Regions from separate parts of the Hordeum vulgare genome. Here region 2 is linked to region 1. Evidence: chromatin contacts called from public Hi-C data. All regions are on one chromosome and are shown on one strand. The core of a region is the stretch at or near the end of the contact, and the rest is flanking DNA. Distances in the headings are between cores, read along the strand shown.

Region 1 (2,700 bases), core at 150-2,649:
AAAAAGTTAAGCCAGATCTACCCTCGGCTGGGATTTTTTTCGGATCTGACCCTTTTGCTATCGTCAGAGCCCTTGAAGCTAGGGTATAACAACCTACCGCCGAGGCCCCTGACGGCGGGGTTGCATGTCTACCGTAAAAAGATTTGTAAGTTACGAACACAGTGCGCGCGAGTGTCTATTGTCAGACCCCTTGGCGGCAGGGTCACATGAGTCTGGCGGTAGGTCATTTTTCTACCGGCAAGGGCCTCGGCGGTAGGTTGTTATACCCTATCACCAAGGGCTCTGGAGGTAGCAAAAGGCTGAGATGAGGAAAAAAAATTCAGCTGGATTCAAATCCGGCATAACTTTTCGAAAAAGTTCAATACATCGAATTTTACCACTTGGTGAGCTATCCATTTCAACCCAAGATTTCGCATGCATGCATCGGCATGTACATCTGCTCTGCTGCCGGCCGGTTGCTGCGTGCATGCATGAATGCTGAGAGAGATGGATAGCCGGGTAAAAGGACGCACGTCACGTGTCTATAGCGTCTTGTCGTGCGCGTATCTGCGCGCAGTGACGGTTGGACGCTTTATGCATAGGGTGTAAATGATTCGCGCGGGCGAGCATGCATGTGTCCCTCTGTGTTTTTCTCGTTAGGACCGGCCTGGCTTATGATTTGCCAGGCTTTGGATTCATCTGTCTCTCGAGTCTCGACCCCCCGTGAGTCGGAGAGATTGCGCATCAGAAGGGAGGTTATCTTCTGCTTGCATTCAGACTTCAGACGCTGGCTGGCACGTACTCCAGTAAAATTAAGATCGCGTGGCCCGTCCTGCTGGGCTAAGTGTCGGGTTCATCTATGGACCATTCCATGGATATGATTCCAAATCTAGCCAAGAGGAGTATGTGGGCATAAAATATCTTTTTGAATTGGAGGTAGATCATATGTTGTGCAAAGAGACCGGATGTGTGGTCGGGGAAGAACGCCATATATCTTTCCTTTGATATGATAATTGGGAAGAAGGCTAATCTAATCTCTGTCTCACCCAGCACTAACAATTGACTCATGAAATCATAAGCGAAACCCCCCTGACTAATTCATTTGCTGTCGAAACCAGAGTTTCGGGAAGTACATGGTAGTACGAACTTACCCCAAAAGTGCACCACACCCACATATCTTGCTTGTTATTGAGGTGTAACTTTAATCCACGACAGTGTGATTCACGAGCCCACCCGCTTCCCCCCTGTACACACGGGTGTGCAGGCACAGGACGGCCGATCAGTGCATGCCATAGGCAACAGCTTTTAAACATATGCATGCAACATGCTGCCCCAGTGCTCCGATTTTCGACCGGTCCCCGGCTGCGAGGCCGAGGCGTCCTACGATCCAGCGCGTCCATGTCGATCTCGCCTGAGCGCTCTCCGACGACGGTCGACCAGTTAACTGTTACACGTACGCGCCTGCCGAACCAAACTGAGCGAACGGTGCCCACCACGCGCCAAGGCTGGCGCGGCCGCGGGCAGCCTGCCGGCGCCCGAAAGACGGGAGCGGCACAGTGGCGCCGGCGACGCGACGTGCTTGTTGCGACGGCGCTTTTGGCATCGATCGCTGGCGTACGCCACCTGGCCCCGCGTCCGAATGCATGCGAGGCTGACTCCGCAACGGCGGAGGGACAAACCCAGCGGATGTGGCGTGACATGGTTGTCGCGCGTGCCCGCGAGGCCGCCCGGGGCCTCTCGGGGGGGCACGACGGAGCACGACGGACTGATCGGTCTGCTCCAGCGACGTGCGCGCGCCTGTCATGCCACTGTAGCGGCAAGGCGGCCAGTGCAGAGGGCAAATGAAAGGGAAAAGCTGGCTGATCGAGCTCGCGGGTATTAGTTTACGATCACCCAATCGGGTCGCTACGAACTACAGCACACATGCATGTGACTTCCCTGCTGAGATGCTAGTCTAGTACTCTGAGTGTGCCTCTAGATTCCACGGAAAAGTGCACCTACGTACTTATAAGTATTTTTAGAGATTTTATTAACGACATACGAAATAAAATAAATAAATATATACTTTAAAATATATCTATATACATCTGTATGTAATTCTATTTAAGAACAAAGGGAGTACATTGCTAATCGGCATTAATTAAGTATACATATTGTTTAAGTGTCACGCAATTCATCTACGGTGGATTTTGCTCTCACCAAGACAAATGAGTAAATTACAAAAGGTAAGCTAAGAGCATCTACAATCCCCAACCGAAAAATCCGGCCCCCTCAAATGCACGCATCCGCGGACACTACCAAATCATCCCTTTAATTTTTAATTTCACAACTATGTCTTTCATTTTATTTCTGTATGTCCGGTCACATGCATGTGGTTGATGGAGATAAAGTGCACATACGTACCTATAAGTATTTTTAGAGATTTTATTGACTACATACGAAATAAAATAAATAAATATATACTTTAAAATATATCTATATAAATCTGTATATAATTCTACTTAAGAAAAAAGGGAGTACATTGCTAATTGGCATTAATTAAGTATACATATAGTTTAAGGCACTGTTCGGCAATGCTCCGCTCCGTGGAGCCAGCGGAGCGGCCTTGGACCAGCTCTAAAAAATTTAACTGGACTCCACTCCGCTCCGGCGCGGAGTCGCGGAGCGGAGGGAATCCGAACGCCGCCTAAGTGTCACGCAATTCATCGACGGTCGATTTTG
Region 2 (2,700 bases), core at 20-2,519, 540 kb after region 1:
CCGAGTTTGAAGAGAAAAAAAACGTTGGTTTTCCATGGCCAGCCCATTCTCTGTGTTTGCACGGCTTTAGAGGAGTTAGAGTACGGAATGAGCTAGCGCATGTGAACTTCGTGGAGCTCCATCAACGACGACAGCCGAGCGGAAGTGCACACAATTTTTCAACGGGGGTTGAAGGCATGACGGCATACGCCGCGATCGGCGACGAAGCGACGCCTGGGGATAGAGAGATCGATATGTACATGCAGTCACACCGAGACGTATGAGTTCGATACGGACGAAGGTCTCCCACCGATCAAGCCCCGTACGTACCTACGCCTGCATTGCATGGCACCGCCCGAAACTCACGGCTTCGTACGTGCCTACCTGTGGGGTGTGGAGAAGCCAAATTTGGTCCAAATCTATGTCCGTGCGAGAGAAAAGACATGCATGCATAGCAGTGCGACTGCTTGGACCTGCCTATGGCTAAGCCCAATGATACTCGGCGCAGGTAGCTAGGCGCACTCGTGACATTTCTGGTTAAAGTACCCGTGGGGCATTTTAACCACCGGGCTCAGTTCTGGTAGTGTCCATCCAAGGCCAGATTGAGGAGGAGGAGGGTGAGGCTCAATTTTTGCTAGCTGTCAGTACTTGTACTCTGTTACTGATGTAGGTACATAGTGATGAATACGTCAAAAATAGCAGTAAATCGATGGTGCACGGACATGCAGCTCTTACAGCCGTGCCGTTGTCCTTGATTAGTCTCTGGCCATCGTTGAACCGTTGGTTGAGATGCATGCAGGCGTGATAAAGATGCGTAGAGTTAGCGTTGCACATATCGATCCAGACGTGAACAAGCTGTGATGCATACATAAATCCAACGCCCGTGTGCGTGGTGCGTCGGCCTACGTCGGCTAGTGTCGGTGGACCCAAATCCTCAGCCGCTTCACGACCCGTGTGCGTGACCGCGGGGCACACAGCCGGTGGACCCCCTGCCGGTCCACACCCCCACAGCCGCTCGACGACGCTAGCTTTGCTCCACTCCATCGACTGTGCTGATGTACTCTACTACTCACTCCCTTAATTTCTCTGAGCTGTACATGCAATTACAAACTCAATTTACACCAGTACATTCAATGTAATGGTACGTATATACCACCAGTATACTCGTATGCCGCCCGTGAAAAGAGAGCTGCAGGCGTACGTAGTAACGTAGCAGAGGAGCGTACAGTAGGCGGTGTGGAAAGGAGGGGGCAAAAGGCGATAGGGAAAAGCATGACAACGATATGAAGGAAAGGAATCAGACAGCAACCTTCTTATTAGCCTCCTCCATACCCTCACCCTCACCCTCCTCCTCCTCGTCTCCTCTTCTTCTCCCCCTCTTGTCTCGAGAGCAAGCAAGGAGAAGACTAGTAGCCGCCCGCTAGCATGCAGCAGCAGCAGCAGCAGCGCAAGGGATAGATAAGAGCCAGGGAGACAGAGAGGTATGGCGGGGAAGAAACAAAGCCCTCGTTTTTCTCTGCGTACGCGTGTGGGTTGGGTTTGGGTGTTTGCGAGCTTCGATTTGTTCTCCCGCGCGCTCTAGCCTGTTGCTTGTTTCTGAGTGCAACTGCTGGCTTGGATTTCACTGCGTGGGTTTGTTCGTTTGTTCATCTTGGTTCCGCGATTGAGCCCTAACCCTTTGGAGTTTTTCTTTCGCCCCCAGCCTCTTCTTGTCCAAGCTTCAGATCGACTCCGGGCAAAGACACACACATATGAGAAAGGTATCGCCTTCTCTATCTCTTTCTCTTTGGTGTTTTCCTCCTAGTCTGAGAAAGAACTTTCAGGCCTCTTCTTTGCACGTTTCCTGACCTTGTTCTTGGCATGTCTCTCATGGAAAGCGCTGCTTTTTTTCTTGAAGTGAGGGGAAATTTGCCAGTTCCAACACCGGGCTACCCAAAGTTAAAGATTTCCCTGTTGCTGGTGAGTAGCTGAAAGGGTGAATCTGAGCGGCGATGGCATCCAATTCATCAGCGGCGGCCGTCGCGGCGCTCTTTGGGATTAGGGAAGGGCACCAGCAGGAGCAGATGAAGCCACTGCTCGCCCAGCAACAACGGCAGCATGTCATCGCGCCGCCCAGCGCGTTGTTGACGACGGGGCCAGACCAGGCCGCCGCGGAGGCGCCACCGGTGAAGAAGAAGAGAACCATGCCAGGTATGAGAAGAGAGTGCCCTTCCTGCAATTCCATTCATGGCATGCCTAACATCTTCTATCTGACCTTGCTTGGATCTGCTAAGAGTTTCTTTTAGATCGTTGTGCTAGGAGTTCCCCTCTGGGAGATCTTAGATGCGAGAACGGCAACTCTCTCATTGGCTTATGGTTTCTCCTTATGTCGATCTTACTTTATCTGGCCCTTGTTTCTTGATTTCGAAATTTTGATTCACAACAAAAGAGGTGTCTTCATAAATAGGAGCTGCGTTAGAGTCCAAGATTTGTTTCACTGGATTTATATAGAACGAAAATAGTCTCATATGTTCTTCAGTTCCCACTTCTCTCTCCGGCCCCCTCTTGTCCAATGAATTTCTTCCATGAGCTACCTCGATCCAAACCACGCTGGAAGTGGTCGTCACATCTTTTTACTCACTGTATACTTCATTTAAAGCTGCGTGTAGTCTCACCTGAATAGTAGACTAGGGAGAACCTAATTATTCCTAGTATTCATCCTGTTCATTCTTATTCCCATTT

Evidence for each region. A called contact is a pair of places that touch in the nucleus more often than the background predicts.
Region 2: a contact with region 1 is called in a Hi-C map of leaf, with 4 times the contacts expected there. The contact joins the promoter of LOC123400994 here to the enhancer-like site in region 1. A contact is called at or near these places in 1 of 6 Hi-C or Micro-C datasets (leaf) and 1 of 1 datasets of contacts at active chromatin or transcription factors (embryo).

Annotation. Positions count from the first base shown.
Region 1 is chr6H:431,175,437-431,178,136 of MorexV3_pseudomolecules_assembly, forward strand. No RefSeq gene overlaps it. Among protein-coding and RNA genes, the nearest start is that of LOC123405567, 94 kb to the right of the region's middle. Within about 2 kb of position 1,400, at least 2 of the 3 cell types and tissues checked have open chromatin away from gene starts, as enhancers often do.
Region 2 is chr6H:431,715,515-431,718,214 of MorexV3_pseudomolecules_assembly, forward strand. It overlaps LOC123400994 (protein indeterminate-domain 5, chloroplastic-like), which reads left to right and starts at 1,270. Exons shown (of 5, transcript XM_045094712.1): 1 at 1,270-1,460; 2 at 1,682-1,739; 3 at 1,857-2,169. The coding sequence starts at 1,971.